Regions from separate parts of the Gasterosteus aculeatus genome. Here region 1 is linked to region 2. Evidence: chromatin contacts called from public Hi-C data. All regions are on one chromosome and are shown on one strand. The core of a region is the stretch at or near the end of the contact, and the rest is flanking DNA. Distances in the headings are between cores, read along the strand shown.

The links. Hi-C and Micro-C count contacts between places; a contact is called where the count stands out from the background.
Region 1: a Hi-C map of skeletal muscle shows a contact between it and region 2, with 13 times the contacts expected there. The contact joins the promoter of yars1 here to the enhancer-like site in region 2. A contact is called at or near these places in 3 of 6 Hi-C or Micro-C datasets (skeletal muscle and tail fin).

What each region holds. Positions count from the first base shown.
Region 1 is chr10:15,365,666-15,372,430 of fGasAcu3.hap1.1, forward strand. It overlaps yars1 (tyrosyl-tRNA synthetase 1), which reads left to right and starts at 4,214. Exons shown (of 15, transcript XM_078080950.1): 1 at 4,214-4,797; 2 at 5,601-5,655; 3 at 6,291-6,360; 4 at 6,447-6,593; 5 at 6,716-6,765. The coding sequence starts at 6,304. It overlaps mfsd2ab (MFSD2 lysolipid transporter A, lysophospholipid b), which reads left to right. Exons shown (of 14, transcript XM_040188117.2): 10 at 860-943; 11 at 1,032-1,144; 12 at 1,250-1,393; 13 at 1,732-1,908; 14 at 1,998-3,526. The coding sequence ends at 2,052.
Region 2 is chr10:15,296,400-15,302,769 of fGasAcu3.hap1.1, forward strand. fam49al (family with sequence similarity 49 member A, like) reads left to right here. Exons shown (of 12, transcript XM_040189562.2): 12 at 1-1,403. Among protein-coding and RNA genes, the nearest start is that of fam49al, 25 kb to the left of the region's middle. Within about 2 kb of position 2,147, at least 2 of the 9 cell types and tissues checked have open chromatin away from gene starts, as enhancers often do.

The DNA.
Region 1 (6,765 bases), core at 2,964-5,463, 71 kb after region 2:
TTTCAGGTTCCAGCGGTGCGAGTCAGCAGGAAGTGATGCTAATCTTCAGTAATCGGAGATGTCGCACTAACCCGGGAGGCTCTGCTTAGATCTTGGGACAAAGATGGATTCAAACTGCACAAATCTGGTGTTATGTAAGGACCGGAGGACCTCGCAGATGTGATATGTAATGACATGTACGAGAGCAGCGGGGAGTTTGACATTTGCAACAAACAAAAAGCGCCTTGTATGTTTTTTATTTTTTTCTTAATGTGTGGCACATTCTTTCCTGATGCAACACAAGTTAACTCCTTTCCAAGGCCCTGTCCTTTAGCATGGATACACTGAGGTCCGTTGTTTAAAACATTAATAAGGAAGGTTTTAGAAGAGGGAGAAAAGGTCATTGAAGTCGTGTCGATGAACCGGCGGCTTTGAAGATAAAAGTACCGACTCGATGTGTGGGCCGTGTGTCTGTTGGCCCACCGTGAGAGATGGTGGATGAACGCCAATATCTTCACCGGCGGGTCGCGAGGTCTGACCGAGCCAAGCGGACCCCCATGTGGAGTCCCGGGAAGAAGACCCCCCCCCCCCCCCCCCCCCCTGTGGCATTTTGCGTCGCAATGAGCTGAAATTTGTTTTCGGAAAAGCTGCGGGAGCCCGATTGTTTCCCCTCCTCGCTGTCGTGCTTGGCGGCTACGAGGAGTCCGGTGCTTCAAGTCCAATTCTTTGTGAATGCATCGCGTGTGGAGCTCCATCACTGCGGCGTCATGTGGCCTGCAGGGTCTGAAACCTCGTTATCGTGCAGGAAAAAGGCTGGTTTTGCCTGGAGGGGTCGACCAGACCGTGACTGTTGTTTGTTTCTTTCTTTCTTCCCCCTCAGCTGTCCGCCACTCTGGCCATCCCCTTCTGGCAGTGGTTCCTGACGCGCTTCGGAAAGAAGACGGCGGTCTACACCGGCAGCTTGGTGAGGGCCGCGCTCGCTCCTCTGCTTGAGGGTTTTAGTTCCCTCTGAATGGGCGTCGGTGGTCTGACGCGTTGTCTCTTCTGTCCAGTCGGTGGTTCCCTTCATGATCCTGGTGGTGTGCATGAAGAGCAATCTGATCGTCACCTACTTCGTCTCGTTCGCCGCCGGCGTCGGAGTGGCCGCCGCCTTCCTGCTGCCCTGGTGAGACCCCCCCGCTTACTCCTAGTTTTTTGTCTCAGTATTCAGTACTCAGTATTTCCAGTTATGATGGAGGCGTTTGTGACTCACAGCTTTTATCTGTTGCAGGTCCATGCTGCCCGACGTCGTCGACGACTTCCAAGTGCGGAACCCCAAGTCCACCGGCCACGAGGCCCTCTTCTATTCCTTCTACGTCTTCTTCACCAAGTTCGCCTCCGGAGTCTCCCTCGGCATTTCCACTCTCAGTTTAGAGTAAGTCGTTGCTTAAACACACACACACACCAATATTGTAAATCATTCAAAGCGGCTTTGCCAGTTATTCATCAAGTATTTTTCTACTGCACCGAGACCAAAAACTAAATGAGGTTAAGCCAAATTCCAAATCCCACATCAAAGCAAGGAATTCCTTTTTCTTTCATCCAATTAAGTCATGTCAGGTGTGTGTTTGTGTGTGTGTGTGTCACACATAGCATTGCTGCATTGGCCTTTTTGATCAAGATCTTGGCTTTATTAATAAATAGATGATCAATATCAAAGCCCAGCTTTGTGTGAAAATGTGAAGTTTTCCTAACTGAGTGTTGTTGGTTCAGTTTTGCAGGCTACATCAGTAGAGGCTGCTCTCAACCAGAGCAAGTGGGGATAACCTTGAAGATTCTGGTCTCTGCCGCACCCATATTTATGATCCTGATCGGACTCCTCATTCTGTATTCGTATCCAATCACAGAGGAGCGGCGTCAAGGCAACCGCAAACTGCTACAAGAACAAAGGTAGGCCTTTGGCTTGAAATCTCATACGTGTGTGCGCGTGTGTGAGACTGAAGAATTTATGGGGATTTTTTATTTCTTTTTTTTTTTAGGGATAACGAGGCGGATTCCGAAACTGAGTCGACAGAACTGGTCCACATGATCTGATCCATGATCTGGAGCGACCCTCCTCTCCCTCTGTGTCTTGACACTCGGCAGCATATTCATTGCCTCCTCTTCTACTGTCAGATCTCAAAAGCCTGACTTTTTTTGTATCACTTCTTTTGAGCACTGTGAAAACAATGTTTTTTTTTGGGGGGGGGGGGGGTTCTCTGTTAAATTGCATAATCCCTGTAGTGTGATGAGAGCGTTTTTGTTGGTTGTTGGTGCTACGGTTTCTGTCGTTGAAGACGCCACGGGGACCACGAACGACTGAGCGCTACGCTAAAGACGACTTTATAGTTCCGCTAAACTTCAACGGTGACGGTGCCTTAATATTCACAACCGACACGCGAGCCAATCACTTCACGCTCTTGAGTCGTGGCCTGTCATGTTTATATCTTACAAATAATACTTCGGTTTTTTTGCATCTAATATCCCGTCACGCTTAAGAAGCTGTTATAATGTGATGCTCGATGACGCTAAGTGCTGAAACCACTACAATAGTAATCGTAAAGCAGTTTGCTTGCATTGCTTACATTCTATTGTGCTCCTGAAAATGGCAAAAGCGCAGCTTTTTTTGTGAACTCTTTAATTTGTCTTAATACTGAGCAAATGGTGACCACGGCTGTTACTGACAGTCATATCATTACTTAAATATTTGTTAGTTCTTCGACTGTTCCTGTTTGGAATTATGTTTACTGGAAGTCGTGCTTCGTGCAGTGTTTAAGGCCTCTGAGGTTCCACCTGGATTGGTTTTTGCAGTCAAATCTTCGAAAAAAACTGCCACCTTTCAATGTGTGTTGCCAAGTTGCTGTCTTTGCATTCAAAAAGGGAAGCACATAATTGTGGAAAAAAAAAGACAACTGGAAGATGGGCTTGACAAGAGAACTTGTCTGTTTTGAATGTTTGTTCTTCTTTGTATAATGTGTGTGTGTGTGTGTGTGTGTGTGTGTTTTAATGAAGGAACACTCACGAGGCTTTGTGATCGTCAGTCCATGTCATCTAATGATATGGAAATGTGTACATACGGTGTCATGTTACGCATGCTGTACATCTGCAACATGTTTCTGATAACTGGGTTGCTGATGGGGAAAATGTTCACCTTCAGTCACCTTTTTCCCTCCTTTTAGATATTCCTTATTTCTAGTGGCGGATACTCTGAATGCCAACACCGTGCCATTTCCCCCAACTGGGTCGATAATAATTGGTTTTATTTACCAGTACTTTGTCAGTTATGGTTTGGTAGGTAAACCTCCCTCGTGACTTGAGGCTGTAGCCAAATCTGTGAGCTTTAATCTGATAGGGACACACAGACGCCTTGTGTACATGCCTCCTGTGCATATGTATATATTGTAAAACTGTAAATATCTTTGATATTTGTGGCTGTGAAACAGACCTATGAACGCTTTAATGTAGTTATTTATGGAAATGTGAAGAATGAGAACAAAATGTTAATAAATACTAATAAGTGGCCTGTGAACGAGTTTACTTTTCTTGGAGCCGAACCAACTGCTCATTTCTAATTCGTCCATATTTTAATATCACGACAGCCTGATTTGGAGAATGAACCAAAACCCAATGCCTACAAATAATGACATAACTCTAAAGCCGATCTGTTTTTCAAAACATCCCGAAACGGTCCGCGTAGGTTGAGAGGGCAAAAAATGTTTATTGAATCTGTTCAAAAACATAACTCAAATTGAACATTTAGAAGATTGCTGGGATGAAGAAATATGTTAAACTCAACATGATGTGGAGAAACTAAAATTGGAACATTACTGTCAACTGTTTTGCAGTGAACTACTGCCATCAAGTGTCTGAGTTTGGTTCCAATTTTATAATTTCGCCTGAATCAAACATTCCTTTGAGCCGATGTGTCTAATGCAAATATGTACTCATCCAATCAAAAATTAAGAACAAAGTTAATTGAAATGTATTAAATTCATGACGCTGTGATTCTAGATTTTCCTGTGTGAGGTAAAAGTATTTTGTCACTTTATAAACCACAGGTAATCTCATCGTCTGCACATAACATAGTATGTAGGATATGACGCTGAAATATTATGAACACAATTTTAGGGGCTTTATGCCATTTTGTATTCGATATATATACAGTAAAAACCGTGCGCTTTTATTTTGAAATAAAATCAGCCGGAAGTGTAACGGTTCTGTTAGCCTCGGCAGCTAGCAAAAAACACCTAGCTAAACTTAATGGCTAATTGTGTCTTTCTGCTCCATCTCTGTCAATATCAACAAAAACTGCAACGATGTCAGCTTAAAAAGCACATAAAACATCCTTATAACTATATATATAGATACTATTATATTGACGTTATCAACTTCATGGACTTGAGAAACCTTTTTTCCCCGCTCACTACCTCCGCTAAGCCGCCATGGCTGCCGCTAACCCTCCAGGACCAGGCTTCCACAACAAGACCCGTGTGGCCATCCTGGCTGAGCTGGGCAAGGAGAAGAGGCTGCTGCTGCAGAGCCAGTCCGCGGGCAGCCCCGGGGCCAACACCCCCCTGTCGTCCGGGACCGGCGGGAAGGAGGCGAGGCACAGCGCGGAGCAGCAGCACGTCGCCGCGCAGCAGAAGGCCGCCCTGCAGCACGCACACGTCCACTCGTCCGGCTTCTTCATCACGCAGGACTCCGCGTTCGGGAACCTCATCCTCCCGGTGCTCCCCCGACTGGAGGCCGACGTGTGACCCCGCCCACCCGGGTGGACGTTACACGACCCCGTTACATGAGGTCCTGTCGTGTTTTTTTTCTTTACTTTGCGATGGACCTAATTGAGATGGAGGCACCCCGATCAACTTTACTGACTCATTGAAAATACATTTGTACGCGACTAGTTAGCGGGGGTGTTATATTAAGGTAAAAAAAAAACACAATACAACTTCCTAAGATAAGTTAATTCTGGTGTTAATTATGAAGTAATGTTATTTTCATTGACTTCTACTTTTTGGACGGGAGGAGGGTCACTTGTGAGAGATTTAGAGATATAACCGTGTAATAACACGAGTTATTATCAAGCTGTGAGCTATACATTTGATTAAAGAGAAGGAAATAATTTACTTTTCTTTTTTTTTAAGGGACTGCATGTCAAGTAAATAATTAATGTCAAAAGCCAGAGAGGCTGGAACACCAAGCAGAGTAGACACTCAATGACTCCAAAGCCCCGAGTTCGTTGCCTTTTTGAATATATTAATTTGTAATTAATCAATGTTAATTAATATACACGATATTGGAGTCCATTTGTTCAGATTGGTATTATTGTAACTACTGTCGGTTTCCATGCAGTTTATATTAAGGCGATTTGGAGGTGACAGTTCATATACAGGATATAGTTCTTCATGGGAAGAATGGGTCCAACAACAGCTTATTTATGGTTGTTCTGTTTTTTTTCCTCCCGTAATTGGGGACTAATAACAACTGCGCAATAACAAAGCTACACCTCAAAATCACGGGCTCTGCACTCGATTGCTTTTCCCTGGAGTTTATTGTGAATCGATAACCGAGTGTAAGCTTACGCTGATGCAACACACTGACAGGTCCCCCGCAACCGGCAAACTCACCCACGTCTCATTCTAAGAAGACAGGTTCGAGGTGAGTCAGCCGGTTGTACATTATGGCCTTAAGATAAAATTATGCTCATTTTTGATAACGTGAAGATACAGCTTCCAAAACGGTTGTCGCTTTAACCCGAAACGTCACCAAAGCTTGGTAGCGTTAGCCACACATGGGTTTGTTGCTAGCTAACGTTAGCCACGTAGCGCTAGCGGGCTCGTTCATTCATTTAAAGCGTTCCGTCCAACGATAGCAGGGCAGCTTACATTTGGCCTTAAAGTTGAGCGAATAGTTTATTCATATATGAAGCAAAACGCTGGGACTTGATAATGAATCTTATTTAACGTTAGCGAGTAGCTTGCCTTTTTGTGCTGTCTTAAGTACAACGGCAAACGGCTCCGAGTATATTTAACTTGTGTCTTACTTACTCGGATGTGAAGGCCCAATGTATTTAATAAACCGTATTGTACTTCGGCATCTATGACATAAATTGAGCAACATTTTTTTCATATAATAAAGATATTTAGGTGGAATTCTCGCTGCTTGCAACTAACGAGATTTTAGCTAAATCAATGTTGATTGTTAGTATTCTAACAATATCTGCTTGTATGCATGTTAACTCAAACAGCTGCCATCGGTCCATACTGTGCCTAAACTCCCATCTTCCCCCTCAGGAGACTCTGCACCATGGCGGACAAGCTGAGTCCGGATGAGAAGCTCCACCTCATAACTAGGAACCTCCAGGTGGAGCATTACACAAACCCACTCCGGGTGAGCGAACCCACGCCAGTAGCTTGGTGCAATACGTCTCTTATACGCGTGAATTGCAGGAGGTCCTCGGAGAGGAGAAGATGAAGCAGGTTCTTCAGGAGAGGGAGCTGAAGGTGTACTGGGGCACGGCGACCACCGGCAGACCCCACGTGGCTTACTTTGTCCCCATGTCCAAGATAGCAGACTTCCTCAAGGCCGGATGTGAGGTGGGAAAGATCTCATTCAGCATCTTGTGTGTTGTTAAATAATTTGATTTAATCTGCACTTCCTGCTAAGTCTGAGCCCTGTTTATATGGGTGGTTCCATGTTTTTGCTTCTTCTCCCTCAGGTCACCATTCTGTTTGCAGACCTGCACGCCTTTCTAGACAACATGAAGGC
Region 2 (6,370 bases), core at 897-3,396:
CACACAAACAACTTCATCTCCGCCCCCCCGCCCGCAGGGGTCCAAATCCCTGAGGCCCCCCCACCCGCTCAGGAGGCTTTAGGCTGTGGAGGTTGTCTCCGTCAGCTGCACTGATCTCCACCTTCAGGTGATCCATGAAGCAATGTGATGGAGGCCCTCCGGAGATTTGCTTCCACCTGTTTTGTCCACTTTCTGCATCGGTGCAGCTGAAGGAAAGGAGGCGAGGAGACGAGAAGTCTTTTTGGGACCACCTCCGTTATTCTCCCTGATTTCCCACCACCCTCACCCCTATCCTCACCCATCCATCCTTGGGACATGTGGCTTTTCCAAGTAAACAAAAAGCTCGATCCAACGTTGTGTCCCCTGAAGCTCAATGTGTTCCAGCACAAAACATCATGTGATTGTTCCGGCTTTACTTGAACAACGCCGCTCTCTCTCCATCTCCATGGTGCCGATGTGGTCCAGATATCGCAGCTGTATCTTGTAAGATATCAGTCACTTCGTCCCTTTTTGGCTTTGCACGGATACGTTGAGGCTCACGTTCAGAGAACATCTGCCTCAAGCTTCTTACATTAGTGCTCAAAAAGGCCTCAAAAAGCCTTCGAGGAAACCACAGCACACTTACTTCTTCACCCAGTGCCAAAGCTGTTTTTGCTTTTCTTCCACCATGAAGCCAAGTTTGAGGATTGGGAGGGGCGGAGGGGCGGAGACGGGGTCTTGCGGTCCCGTGAAACATCAGCCGATCATTATTTCAAGGACATAATATGTGATACGATACTCACAAATAAGGCCGTCAGATTCACATTTCCAAAAGGCAGATCTCTGAGCGCTCCGGTGTAAATATGTGAGGCTTTTCTCAACGGGCATCCGTGCGGTCGCCTTGGGTCCTCAAGGGATGAACAGAACATACGTGGGAATCTGCATCGATAAGAGTTATTTCTTTTAGTATGAGGTTGTCAAAGAACGAAATAATTGAAGCGGGAAATAAAAATCAAAAAAAAAAAAAAATCAAACGGAGGAAGAAGTGCTGTACTTTGGATGTCTATAGGCCCTTAGTCTAATTTAATTTGATCTTATAATATATTTTCTATACAGGGGTATGCGAACAAGCATAGTCTGTATACATATATAGATGGCATGTTGTAAAAGTTCTGACAGAAATGTGTAAATAAGGTGTTTTTATTCATTTTTAATTGTTCAGTGACGCTGAAATTGGGTATGTGTTGTCTCTCAGAAGTACCATGCGTTTGGCTTGGGCCATCGGACTTGCCGTAGTCATAGGTTTCAGAAAATCAGCTTCATTACTGCAGGTGAACCGGAGGGTGGGGGGTGTAGGAGCCGTCCATTTGCTTGTTATTTTGTACATTTTGTGCAACAATAAACTTGTCATTTATTACATTCAACAACGCGTGGTGTGTGTCCGTACAGCTTTAGAGCTCCATCCATGATCACATTTAACGCCGTTGCTAATTTGATGAACAGAAAAGCTTTTTAAGAGCCATCGCGGCTCCACAAGGAATCTAAGGAAGGAAGCTACATTTTCTCTTATAAGAAATAAAAGGTCAATTTTCGATGCACTAAACCATCTTAACCATCTGTGCTGGATGATGAATCCTGCTTCAACCTAAACTGCAGGTGTGGATTAGTTATTATTGTTCTTAGTAAGGTCACCTGACAACCGGCGGTAAGAAAACGTCTGCAGAGGTGAAATCAAGCTACTGTTAAATAAAACGAGAGAAATGTCCAAAAAAGCACCTCAGAGCAGCGCGGAAGCCTTTCGACATTCGTTCAAATAGAATGTGCACAAACCCATCACGTCATGCATGAGGCTATTTTAGCACTGCAAAGTGTAATATTGCATAGTTTTAATTTTCTCTCAAGAATATTCAGTCGAGACGATGTGAACAGCACTTTGATGAAGTCGCGAGGAAGGACATCGCAGGAAGGGTGTGAACCGTTAGTGTACACACATCAAACACAGACGCACACATTTCTCGTTTAGATCCAGACTGAAATCCTCACATGACCTCCAGCCCGGCAGTGAGCGTCAGTTCCCACGCGAGTCGTCTTCCTCGTATAGTGCGAAGTGAACAAAGACGTCTTCTTCAAGGTGCAGAAACAAGCTTGAAGAGGAAGCTCTCCCACAACTCACTCAACCCAGAATGAGATCGGGGCTGGATTGGAATTGGGAATCGATTGCTTGTGACAGTTATGTAGTTATGTACTGGCCACAAGGAGGCAGCAAAGGATAAGAAAATGAAAGACTGAGCAAAAAATACAATCGGATCAAAAAAGAAGAGGCTTATTTCCCTTTAATAAAGACCTTCCGATGCTTTAATATGTTACAAAAAAGAGGAAAGATGGCATTGATCTGTTTTTCCGAATATGTAACAGTGGATCAAAACACCTTTAAAACATCCATTAAGCGCAACACCATCATCACCATCACTCCTGCCATCTGAATTCAGGTCCCGACAGGGTTTTTTGCACCGCACGGTGTGAAGTGGGGCCGGGGGACACAGGAGGGGCCTGCCAGCAGTCATATCTGGTAAAGAGAGCAGCAAGAAGATGCTGCAGCATCCCGCCAGGCGGAATGCAACCAGCGCAGACAGAACCAAGCTGCTGCAGGAGAAACGGGAGGATTTGGAAGTGGAATGAACAAGAAGATTGTAGGCAAATGGTGGTTTGGTCAGCAGCGGGATGTGACAGGTGTGTGTGCATGTGTGTGTGTTGCAGCGCATCCGCGGCTTTGGCTTTGTGCCCTAACTGTCGTGTAATAAACAAGGAACAAATGTCTCACTTTACTTCCCCGATGGCATGCATTCAAATACAAAAAACCCACCTTACAACTGACAAATGTTAATTATTTACTGCCCTTCAGGAGACGCCGTGAGCACAAGATAACAAGCGCTAAATCACATGGGTAGGTCATGCATTGTAACTCTGTGTACTGAGTGACAGACACTGAAGGCAGTGAAGTCGCTGCAGATAATTGTTTTAGGGAAATTAAGAGTAGATTTTCTACTTTTGAGCCAAGACCTACATAAGAGTCATAAGAGTTCCTCTGGTTTGGCCCCATTTAACCAGCATGGGATATAAAACCCACAACCAGCGGACACTGGGCCTTCCAATAAAGAAGTAATTCAACAAATGCCACAATGAAACGAGGAAGTACAATAGGCAAAGTGTTGTGGGGTTTGGACGGTTGTCGTTGTGCAGGAGGCGCTTTGAGCGGCGAGCAGGTCACACGGGGTCACGAGTCGGGGAATTCCCGAGGCCATCAGTTAATCCTAAAGTTCCCCGCAAATGTTTTGCAAATTACCCGCTTACATTGTGGCTTTGCGCCTTTAAGTCCCAGCTATTAACCGTTAACTGCCCTGTGGGAGGGAAGAGGGGGGGGGGGGGGGGGGGGGGGCAGTTTATCAGCCAAACTGTGGGTCCGTTCAACAGCGGCCTCCCGTCCCGCCTTTCACTCAACTCTGTCCGCCCAAACAGCCTCCCACACGTCTATCTGATGCACACGCCGCCCTGACCTGGTTGGTATCAGCAGAAGGTCGCTCTCCTCGCAGGTAAAACACCGGGCGATGCCCTGCACTCAACTTGCACCTCATGGGTGTGTGTGTGTGTGCCTGCGAGTGCATTTCCGCAGCTGCGTGAGGACAAAGACTCTCATTCAAAAGGAAAAAGTCTGCAGTTATTTGGTACATTTAAAACTTTTGTCTTTGAGATTCAGCTGTTGGGTGAAATTGGCTACATTTGAGGTTTAGGGGCATTTCTATTGCATCCAGACGGCTCTGGACAGGGCTGAAGTTTAGCCGGCAAAACTCACAATGATGCTAACAGCGCTAAATAGTTAACATGGGGGGGGTGGGGGGGTGTCAACCCAGCTGTAACCAAGGTGGTGTTGTTGGAATCACACCGTGTTTCTATAGACACAAGTCACAGGAATAAGCATGCAGCTCCTGTCAAAGAATCAGAGTTTGAATCAGAGAAATGCACAAATGGAGAGAACGGTGAGTGAATATCTGAAATATCAGTGCACAGGGGAGTGGGAGTCCTGCTTAGCGTGTCGAAGCACACGGTTTGTTCATACAAAAGAGCCCTTTGTTTGAAATAGGGGGATGAGTATGTGCGTGGAGCGCACATGTATGTGCGCGACAGCTGCTACTGGTCTAATGTTACGTTGGCTTCATAACACACTTACAACACGGGCATGTCATGGGCAGTTCAAAGTAGACACACACACACACACACACATCTGTTTTATAATACGTGCTAAATGTAGAATATCCATATTGTAGCTTTGTACAATACAGTGAGTAGACAATTTAAATGAATAGTGCTGAATAAATGTATTATAAAATAACTAATTGCAAGGTACAGTATAATAACAAATTATTTATTTTATGACCTTTATAGATCCTGACGGTACAATATGTAGTTCAAGGACAACCTCCATTAAAAAATGACTAACTTAATTTATGGTAAATCACATTTCCACACTGGTAATCTGGGACCATGTAATATTCCAGTAAAGTAACACATTGCAAAGACAGTGGAAAATCAAACGGAGGGTGAATAATGTTCAGCAGCTCATTTAACCTTTGACCTGCACAAAGAACACTATGTTTTCACACTAACGTCAAAAAAAGTGTATACAAACCTGAGTGACCAGAAGGAGCCGGACGTGGCAGTGAAAGCGTTAAGCGCCGCAGAATGGGAGGCTCCACGCCCCGCCCACCGCCCCCTCATTTGCATATCGAGCGGGAAGCCCCGGCTCTTTGTTGCTACTGCGCCCAGCCGGAGCCCCTCCCACAAAACGCCGCACTGGCGGGAAAATGCTCCAGCGCTTTAGCCCACTGACAACGGGCACGCGCGTCTCCCACATTATGCACCGCGGAGTGCGCGTTGCTCTTCACACGCAGATGGAATCAAATGCGCGGGCACGCGCACACGCACACACACACACTTGTATTGTTTGTCATGTATCGGCTGCCACACCCATTTCTCGCCTAAGTGGACACACAGATAGATTAAAGAGGAAATGGACTGAGGATTGATTTTGATATGAAGTTGATGACACACACACACACACACACACACACACACACACACACACACACACACACACACACACACACACACACACACACACACACAGTGTGAGAGGAGTGAGACACATTATCATGGCCCACTAGACACAATACATCAATGGTAAGCGGCTTTAAATAAAATAAGCAAATTACTTACAAAAGGTGACAATGCTGTATGTGTGTGTGTGTGTGTGTGTGTGTGTGTGTGTGTGTGCGCGTGCTTGTGTTGGGAAAAGGGTTCATTGGGTTGTTGGAAAAACAGGAAGGCGTGTTATGCTCTGGACTGGGAAGGGTAGACGACGAAGGGAAAAAACTACCGAGCGCCCCCCGCATTACATAACCCGGCAGGAAATGTGTGTGGAGGGTGGACTTTGGGGGGGGGGGGGGGGGGGGGGTGTAGGCACACTGCACCTATGACACTTTCCTTGAAGGCTATTCACATCTAATCACGTCTCTTCCTCTCCACGTCCTTCTGTCACGTCTCCTTGTAAACAGCGGCCTCCTCGGCGAGACAAAAAGAGGAGGAGCAGCAGCATAAACCCGCTGAACCTCACTCGTCCCTATAGAGACACACACACACACGCACACACATCAATAAATGATGGTGTGCACTCTGGATGCATAGTCTACATCGGATTGCATTGAAACATCACAAAACCACCGTCTCTTAGCCGCCACACACTCATCCCTCAGTGTGTGTGTGTGTGTGTGCGTGCGTGCGTTCATCTATAAAGCCACAAACACAACAATTACATGAGTATATATAAAGGAACCAAGTATGTATGATTGGGTCACACCTGAGCGTCTCGCTCTGAACCGTCCGTGTCCTCCTCATAAACGAGGAGCTGATGCCTGCGCGTTCTCTGCTCGCCGTGACGCTCGCTGACCTTTCGCTGTTCGCCGCCGTGTTTACCGGAGACGAAAGCGACACATTTCTAACAGAGTCCTTCGCGTTCCACACACTCCCGGCCCGAGGTTGCAAAAAAAAAAAAACGTGTGGCGTCTAGTGTTCCGCCCGAATATGTGTCCTTCTGTACTATCTGTAAGCATGTTCAGACCGCAGCGTGTTGATCAGCAATAAAGCTCCCTCGTCGTGGTCGAGTCATCGGCGTCTTCGACCCGCAGCTGCGACGCGATCTGATTAGCCGCTCGCATGTCTGTCTGCGTGTGTGTAGTTGCGTGTTTTCCCCCCTTTTTGTCTGGCCAAGGCCAGATGGCAGGGAATGTTTAGTCAAATGGGATTAGAGATTAGGATTAAGTGCACTCCAAATTACCCA